2 separate regions of the Mus musculus genome follow, and region 2 is linked to region 1. Evidence: chromatin contacts called from public promoter capture Hi-C data. All regions are on one chromosome and are shown on one strand. Each heading gives the region's core, a stretch centred on a gene start, on an enhancer-like site or on the middle of the called end of the contact. The rest is flanking DNA. Distances are from core to core; before and after follow the strand shown. Region 1 holds the start of Msrb1 (methionine sulfoxide reductase B1). Region 2 overlaps Meiob (meiosis specific with OB domains).

What was found. Promoter capture Hi-C pulls out the DNA fragments that hold promoters and counts their contacts.
Region 2: a contact with region 1 is called in a promoter capture Hi-C map of liver, with 4 times the contacts expected there. The contact joins the enhancer-like site here to the promoter of Msrb1 in region 1. A contact is called at or near these places in 28 of 39 promoter capture datasets (the 3T3-L1 cell line, 3T3-L1-derived adipocytes, the C10 cell line and 18 more), 7 of 15 datasets of contacts at CTCF or cohesin (the G1E-ER4 cell line, embryonic stem cells, hippocampal excitatory neurons and 3 more), 212 of 484 Hi-C or Micro-C datasets (the 3T3-L1 cell line, 3T3-L1-derived adipocytes, the 63-12 cell line and 114 more), 43 of 115 datasets of contacts at active chromatin or transcription factors (the 230-238 cell line, the HPC-7 cell line, the NIH/3T3 cell line and 27 more) and 5 of 9 other capture datasets (adipose tissue, bone marrow-derived macrophages, embryonic stem cells and 2 more).

The regions. Positions count from the first base shown.
Region 1 is chr17:24,734,238-24,738,729 of GRCm38.p6, reverse strand. Msrb1 (methionine sulfoxide reductase B1) reads right to left here and starts at 2,137. Exons shown (of 5, transcript NM_013759.3): 1 at 1,968-2,137. The coding sequence starts at 2,022. Rpl3l (ribosomal protein L3-like) reads right to left here. Exons shown (of 10, transcript NM_001163945.2): 8 at 3,218-3,313; 9 at 2,889-3,008; 10 at 2,587-2,730. The coding sequence ends at 2,674.
Region 2 is chr17:24,818,670-24,823,059 of GRCm38.p6, reverse strand. It overlaps Meiob (meiosis specific with OB domains), which reads right to left. Exons shown (of 14, transcript NM_029197.1): 5 at 3,116-3,188. Among named protein-coding and RNA genes, the nearest start is that of Meiob, 16 kb to the right of the region's middle. Within about 2 kb of position 1,274, at least 14 of the 459 cell types and tissues checked have an H3K27ac peak or open chromatin away from gene starts, as enhancers often do. A contact at or near this core is called in the MC38 cell line, adipose tissue, beige adipocytes and 4 more, where this site is marked.

The sequences.
Region 1 (4,492 bases), core at 888-3,387:
AGATGCACCAGAAGAGGGCATCTCATTACAGATGGTTGTGAGCCACCATGTGGTTGCTAGGATTTGAACTCAGGACCTTTGGAAGAGCAGTCAGTGCCCTTAACTGCTGAGCCATCTCTCCAGCCCTTGTTTGCTTTTCTGAGACCGGGTTTCTTTGTGTATGGCTGTCCTGGAACTAGCTCTGTAAACCAGGCAGGCCTCGAACCCAGACATCCACCTGCCCCTGCATCCCAAGTACTGGAACTAAAGGCGTGTAGCATCACCACCCACTGGAACATTTTCTTGGTTAATGATTGATGTGGGAGGGCCCACCTCACTGTGGGCGGTGCCATTCCTGAGCCAGTGGATCTAGGCTGTTTAATAAAGGTAGCCAAGCAAACTAGAGTAGCAAACCAGTAAACAGTCTCTGCTCAGTTCCTGCCTCCAGGTTCTTACCTTGGTTTCCCTCAATGGTGGACAGTAACTTGTCAACTGAAATGAACTCCTTCCTCCCCAGATGGGTTTTGATCAGTGTTTTTATCACAACAGAGAAGTAAACTAGGCCAAGTTTTACACTGTAGTTCAGGCTAGCCTGAAACTATGTAATCCAGGCTGACCTCAAATTTCAGGCAATCCTTCTGCCTGAGCCTCCTATCCCCTGGCATTACAAATGAACCACCACACCTAGATAACATTTTCACTTACAGACAAGACAATGGAAGCCAGTGCTGCAGACACACAATACAGTACGTGGCCAAGAGAAAACTCCCAGAAGTCGGATAGTGGCCTCCCTTTACCCTTAGACAAGCTCCACACAGTAGGGCTCCTAACTGCCAGTGTAACCACTTGGTCCTCTTTCTCAAGTGGGCATCTCTGCTAGTCAACAGTCTTGGATACCATGGATATCAGCTCCGGTCTTAGGAACAGACTGGCCCTAGAGGACAGTCTTCCAAGCCAAATAGGGAACCCCAGAAAACAGCAGCTGGGAAGAAAGGTTTCAACCTGTCCCCAAAAGATCACATGAGTGGAAGGGGTAAGGATGGTTGCAAAACTGAATTACATAACTGTTTGAAAGACTTAAAAATGGGAACCTGCAGGGTACTGAATCATCGGTCACCCACCACTTGAGGACAGACACCCTGGAGTCTGAACTGTTCTTTCAACCTGTATCAGGAACTGGAGAGGAAGCAAAACTGAGTGAGTGTCTAGCTTGCCAGGGTAGCCTGAGGGCAACTGGAGTGTTGTAGCCAAAAAGAATTCAAGGGAGGTCTCTTCCCAGCAACCCTGTATTACAACAACTGGCTTATAGAGGTGCCCATTGTCACAGCCCTGCCCTCTAGAGGACTGACATCTAACAAACAGATCCTGCCCCTGGAACGCCAGTGCCATAGTTTTTACCAAATTAGTCCAGATCAGCAGAACCCAGCAAGAAGGGAGCCAAGCAACGTCTCTCACAGTACTGGTCAAACTTCATTTATGCTGGCAAGAACCCATTGACAACCAACGCAGAGGACGGAGAGACATCTGGGACAGCACATTCCGGATTGAACAGCAAGTGCAGAGCTTGTCCGCTCATCCAAGCAAATCAGGGGTTGCAGGCGGGGGGGTGGGGTGGGCGAGGGGGTACATTGTCAGGGCAAATTCCAACACTGACCTTGGACCACATACCACCATCATTCCGCTCTAAAGTTCAGACCACTCTGACACCATCCGGTGGCATCACCCTTACGCATCTGGCCCAGAGAATCCCCCAGAGAGATCTACATTTGAAGTTCAAGGCCTGTCCCCCTCGAGAACAGAGTCTACCGGAATGTCCCTTCTCCTCTCAAGTCCTCCTGCTCCAGAATGCCCTGGCCACCCAGCTCCCCTCCTCCAAGTTCTTTTTTCCCAGGCTCGCTTCTCCTCGGCAACCACACTAGCCCAGTCCCGGTTCGGGAACTCCACAGCTCCCCAGGAGGCAATGTATGCTTTAATGCCACGGGGTGTACCTGGCTCGAAGTGATTCTGGAAAACCTCGCCTCCGAAGAAGCTGCAGAACGACATGGTCGCGACGGGACAGGCAAAAGCTCCCAGCCAGGTCCGGGTAAAACCCTAAGATCTGGACTCAAACCCGACCCAGTCCCAATAACCAATCACTTTCCGATTCGCCATAAGCCCCGCCCCTAGAGGGGACCAGTCACTCTTGGATTCCCCACGGCCGCCTCCTAGCAGCCCCGCCCTCAAGGAGTCTCTCCTCCCATAGGCCCTAAACCCCACCCATCCAGCCAAGTTTACCCAGAGATCACGTCCTTACTTCCGCCTCTAGAAGGCCCCGCCCAGGGAGCCGCTCCCAGGAAGCTTAGCTGTTAAGATGAAGGCCAAACCTATGCTAAGCTCCAGTACAGCGGCTAGGCTATAAACATTGGTACTAGCCAATGGTAGCTACTACTAATACCATTGTGCAACTGGCGTGGAGGCGCATCTACCCAGCTGTATCTATAGCCCTCTTATCTGGCGCTAAACCTTGCGCCCGCGTCTGGGATCACCCAACCTCCGACCCAGGCTTAAGATCTACATCAAGCCTCCCAGGGAATGTGGAAGAGAGACAGACACACAGAGACAGACAGAGAGAGTTGCCTCAGGACTTTATTGAACAAAAAGGACCGGACAGATAGCAAGAGTGCTACATCCCAGGTGTGCTCCATTCCAGACATCTTACATGTTTCCCAAGGTCTCCGGCTTCTCTTTCTCCAGATGTTTCTTTTGGGGACCCTGGTTAAGGTGAGGAGACAAGATGAGAGTTAGTCAGGAGAGTCAGTCAAGAAATACTACCTACGGCCAGTGCCAGGGCCACCTAGGGCCTGCTCTACTGGTTTGCTAAAAAGGCCCCTTCTTCTAGTTCCTCTCTGGAACAAGTGGGACTAGCTCACCATGAAGGCCCTCTTCTCCTGCGCTGTCTGAAAACATCCGTGGCCAAACTTAGAAGTGGTGTCAATGAACTTGAGCTCAATATTCTCCAGGGCCCTGCGGCTGTGGTGCACCAGAAGGGACTGGGTATCCAAGAGAGAAGAGATGTCAAGGACAGAGGGCCCCGACTCCTCCTGTGACCTCCAGTTCACACCAAGGAGGACTCAGTCAATCCCTCGCTCTTGCCAGACCCCCTTCCTTTACTCTCCCACCACACAACCCACCACAGAGCACGCTAAAGGACAGAACAGGCCACTGGAGTCCACTCCCCAGCTTGCCAAGCAGCACTGACCTTTCTCAGAGTGATCACTCGCTTCTTGGTACCTGCAATGCAGCCCTTTAACATGATGAAGTCATTGTTCACTTCCCCATAGTGGGGGAAGCCACCCTACAGGGAGACAGACCACACCAAGCCAGGAACAGGGCAGCCAAGTTAGGAGGCTGTAGTGGGAGGGAGCCCTATGCGCAGACCCCAGGGTGCAGGGACAATACCTTCCCACTGGGTCACTCCTCAGGGGGCAGTAACATCTCAACTGAATACTAAGTATCTTTCCTGTGTCATCTCATTTAACAATATGCCTTTTTGTGGGCACACTGATGCTCAGAAGTTTGGGTTTGCTGAGCACGGTGGTATACACTCGTAAATCCAGCACTTGAGAGGGGGATATGAGATCACTTTGAGTTGAAGGCCAGCTTGGGTACCAGAGAGAGCCTCACTAGAGAGCTCAGTTTGAAACATTCTAGACTAGCATGAGACCCTGTGTTCCATCCTGAGCACTACCTTAATAAACGGCTTTAGCCGAGTGGTACTGACACACCTTTAATCTCAGCACTTGGGAGGCAGAAGATGGAGGATTGTTTGAGTTCAAGGCCACCCTGGTTTACAAAGCAAGTTCCAGGATAGCCAGTGCTATACATAAAAACAACAAAACAGGGTATCGTGGCATAAGCTCTCAGCACTCAGATGGTAGAAAAAGGAGAATCAGAGGCTAGAGAGATGGCTCACTGACTGTCCTTCCAGAGGTCCTGGGTTCAATTCTCAGCAAACACATGGTGGCTCACAACCACTGTAATGAGATCTGGTGCCCTCTTCTGGCCTGCTACATGCAGCAGAACACTGTATACATAGTAAATCTTTTCCCAGAACACTGTATACATAATAAATAAATCTTTCTTTTTAAAAAAAGGAAAGGAAGAGGAGAATTTTCAAGATCATTCTCAGCCATATAGGGAGCTGGAGCCCAACCTGGGTTACATGAAATGCTGTATGTATTTTGTTGTTGTTTTTGTTGTTTTTTGTTTTTCGAGACAGGGTTTCTCTGTGTAGCCCTAGCTGTCCTGGAACTCACTTTGTAGACCAGGCTCGCCTCCAACTCAGAAATCCGCCTGCTTCTGCCTTCCTAGTGCTGTGATTAAAGGCATGTGCCACCACGCCCAACCCTGTATGTATTTTTTTAAAAAGAGCAGACACATGCTTCAAACTCCGCAGCTACTTCCTTCTGGCCCTGGACTCACTCCTGAGACCCCATACTCTATGGGCACAGAATACCAGCCCCTCACAGTGATT
Region 2 (4,390 bases), core at 25-2,524, 85 kb before region 1:
AATATTAAATTTTTGTACAATATTTATTTTCTGTGTATGAAGGTTTTGCCTAAATCTATGCCTGTGTACAATATGAATGTAGTACCTGTAGAGTCCCAAAAATAGCATCAGATCCCTTGGAGCTAGAGTTACAAATGCCTGTGAGCTGGGAATTGGACCTGGGACCTCAGGAAGAGCTGAGCCATCTTTCCAGCCCCTATATTTTTTACTCTTAAAACATCAAATAATGGTATAAAATGTTTTTCTCCATAATGAATTTTATATCAGTCTTTAAATATTTCTTCATTGAAATAATGTTCTTTTAATTAAGAACATATATTGAGAACTTTTTTCTGTGAGTTCTAATCATACTAGTTGTAGGTTCTTGCCCAAGACCTGAAGCTGTAGTCTTCTTTTCTGTTAAACAGGGCATGAAAATACTCTAAAACTTCAGATTATAAAAAACAGAGGCCCCATTGTTTCTTTTTTTAAATTTATTTATTTTATTCTGTGTGTATATTTTTTTTGGCCTGCCTATCTGTGTACCTCATGTGTGCCTTCTACCAGTAGAATTCAGAAAAGAGTATCAGACTCTGTGAACTGGAAGTGCATGGCTGTGAGCCCCAATGCAGGATCTGGGAACTGAACTCAGGTCTTCTGAAACCAGTTCCCTTAACCACTGAGCCATCTGTGTAGCCCCATATGAAGACCTTGACCTTGGCATTATTATCACCAGGTTTCTGACCATTGTTATTTCTTCTATGATGCTGATTGCTTTATCTATGTGCCTGAAGTCAAGAACTCTGTTTGCTTACTTTGTATTGCTAATACATGAAGCAGATTCAGAGTTTTAGAGTGTGGAAGACTCCAGTGATGTTCCCCTTTCCTGGTACCCAAACCTCTCACAAAGCCTCCTTCACAGAGCTCTTTGCCTTAGTTATTCACGATATCATGCCTCCAGTCCTGGCCCTGGTCCCCTGACTCATCTCCTCGGGGACTCATCCTTCACATTACAGTCAACTTGGTCTTCCTAAGCAGGATATTATTTTCCAGCTAAAAGACTTCCTGTTCCTTACTTCTCCCTGAGAAGTGAACATCACTAAGAAGTGTCTCTGCTCCTCCCTTTCCTCACTGCTCTGGAGTCCAGCTATGCCAGGTTATTAGGCTATGAAATTGCTATTTTAGGTGAATATTTGTTAAATGTCAGCAGTTTGCTGTTGCTCAACCTAAAAGTTAATTATTCAAGATATTCTGGAAAATGCCAAGAGGTTTCACATTTGTTGGGTCTACCAAACATGTCCCTCCCACCTCCCATACATATTTACTAAAAATCAATTATGTGACTGTCTCTGATCTAGGCATGGGTAGAACATGATACAAAATACACTTAATCTCATAAGCTCATATATGTGAGCAGGAATCATAAAAAATTCAAGTCATCTCAGAATGTGATCTGGATTCCAACACTAAGAGTAGGGAGAAAGTCCTGCTGAGTGACTGGAAAGGTTAAATGAGTTAACATTCAACCTGAAGAATCAAACATTCAGGTAGATAGGAGAATGTTCTGTGCAGAGGGACTGGAAAGTAGAACGGATCTTAGGGCAGAGTGAGTCCAGGTGTTCATAAAAAGGAAAATTCTCAGTGGCTGCAAAGAGACAAGAGCCATTTATAGACCAGCATGGAGTTAGCTGGCACAGAATTGCCCCTGGACAGAATCACCTTGGAAGTAAGGCTTCCTCTCTCATTCCCTACCCCATCCTGATAAGAAATGAACTACAGGCAATGGATAATTTAGGATACAAAAGCTCTGACCCTCTGCATAAGGCCATGCTCCAAGAAGAGCACACTCCAGAGCTTGCTTCCTCCTGAGCTCCAGCAACAGCCGATCCCCAACCCCATCCTTGCAGGGTTCTCCTAAGAGCCCTCCCTCAATAGGCCACTCGGAAAGAATTTTTCTATCAAGTTCTCCCTCCAGGGAACCTGACCTAAGACAAAGGGCATGTGAGAGGATTAAAAGCCGGATACAATATTATGTACTGCCAGTGTTTATCTTTGTTTAGATATTTTTTAAATATTTATTTTTGTGTGTATTTGTTTTCATCTATGGAAGTCTATGCCATTTGTTTTTGTGGTGTGCAGAAAGGCCAGAAGAGGGTGTTAGCGTCCCTGGACCTATCTGCCTAATAGGAATGCTAGAACTGGATGCAGGTCTTCTGCAAGGGCAGCAAGTGCTCTTAATTGTTGAGCCATCTTTCCAGCCCTTCTAATTGTTTAGTTTTATTCTAACTAGAGTCTTGTTTTTACAAACCTAAGCATTCAGACTCCATATCTGAAGATTCTGCATCCACAAACCCAAACAATCATGTATCAAATTTAAAAAAAAAACCACTATAACTAATACAAATACAGCATAACTACTCACATGGCACTCATATGACATTAGGTGTTATAGGTAACAATGATTTCAAATATAGAGGAAGTTGTGCTTAAGTTGTATGTAAGGAATTTGAGCACCCATGGATTTTGGTAGCCTGGAAGACTTTTTTATTTAACCCTACACAGATACCAAGAGAAAATTAGCTTTTTGTGATTATAAAAATTATAAATTATGTCATTATCTTAAAGATAAATATTCTGGGCTAGTGAGATTGCTCATCGGGTAAGAGCACTGACCTCTCTTCCAGAGGCCCTGAGTTCAAATCCCAACAACCACATGGTGGCTCAAATCCATCTGTAATGAGATCTTACACCCTTTTCTGGTATGTCTGGAGACAGCTACAGTGTACTTATGAATAATAATAAATAAATCTTTGGGCCAGAGCAAGCAGGGAATGAGCGAGCAGAGTTGACCAGAGTGAGCAGAGGTCCAAAAAAAAAATTAAATTTCCAACAACCATATGAAGGCTCACAACCATCTGTGCAGCTACAGTGTACTCATATACATAAAATAAATAAATAAATAAATAAATAAATAAATCTTTTTTAAAAAAAAAGATAGATATTCCAAGAAAGAATTCATCAACTCTTTTCAAATTGAAACAGGGCAACTTCTGAAAGTTTTCTGCTAATTTGATATAAAATTATTAATATCATTCTAGCACAAAAATGTTTGTTCTCTGGGTGGACAGATATTTACCTAGGAGTTGCAGGGCTAAACTTTTCTTCTCTTTCTGTGTCCTTTCTTTGGATCAGGGGATTTTCAATTATCACTAAAACAGAGGTCAAAGTATAGTAACATCACAAAAACTCACAGAAGATTAATCAGAGCTAAGTGTACAAAACAATGACCTTCACTCTGTGGGTTCCATCCTCCACAGGCATCTTTTCATGTCACTGTGAGAAGAGGGATCCTGGAATGTAGTCATCAGTTGGCCCCACATAGCATTTGCAGGGCGTTGCGTTTTAAGTCCTAACATGTGACCTATACTAATATTACTTTATTGACTTTCTTCCATCCAACATTTGGTTTGGTTACAACACAACCTTCAATAAAACCAATGTTTACCTGACCTTTACCCCACATCTAAGTTCACAAACAATTCTTTATTTATTCTCACAGCCATCAACCTATAACATTTTAATACTTAAATTTCTCTGTACAGTGGATGTTCTGGCATTCATTCAAAGAATATTTATAACTGTACTAGGCTGGTGACGTTTTTAAGGTTTTCTGTCTTTATAGGTCACATGTTTGACAACATTATTCATTTCACATCCCTGAGACATACATGGTACAATGGTTGAGTACACATTATTGGATACTGTTACCTGCCATGTGCAGTGTGTTTGGCACTGCAGCATTGGAGATGAGTGGTCTGACTCCCTACCCCCTCTTCCCTCTTTTTTTCTGTCATAAAGGAGAACTGGAACACAGGCCTCTTATTCCTTGTCTAAGCTGAAATTGTCATCTATTGTGAACTTGTATACTTTATACTAGTACTCTTTCCTTAACAGTCACAAAAAACTAATGGGTCTTATTTCATGGGTGAAAACCAACAAGACTTTGTTCTTAGAGCCACAGTGTAAGTAACTACTAACCCTAATATATGTCTTTAGAAAGATACAGAGTTATAATAGCAATGATGGGGCTTAGGCCAGCTGGAACATGAAATAAACAAAAGGTAGCAAAATATCTAATTAGAGTGCCACTTCTGTACCAGGAAACGAGGAAGGCAGCATGGCATGGTGCACTGTTCCTTCAATGATGGCTTTCTTTGATAGGCATCAGAATAACTGCGTGTTACTTTGTTATGAGTGCACTCAGCCACAAACTTATCACAAGAACAGTACTGTAAAAGGAATACTTTTTAAGTGCTGCTAGGCATGAGAGGACAGGCCTGTGATCTCAGCACTTGGGAGGCTGAGGCAAGAGAACTACCACTTCAAAGGAAGTTACCTAGCAAGTCTCATT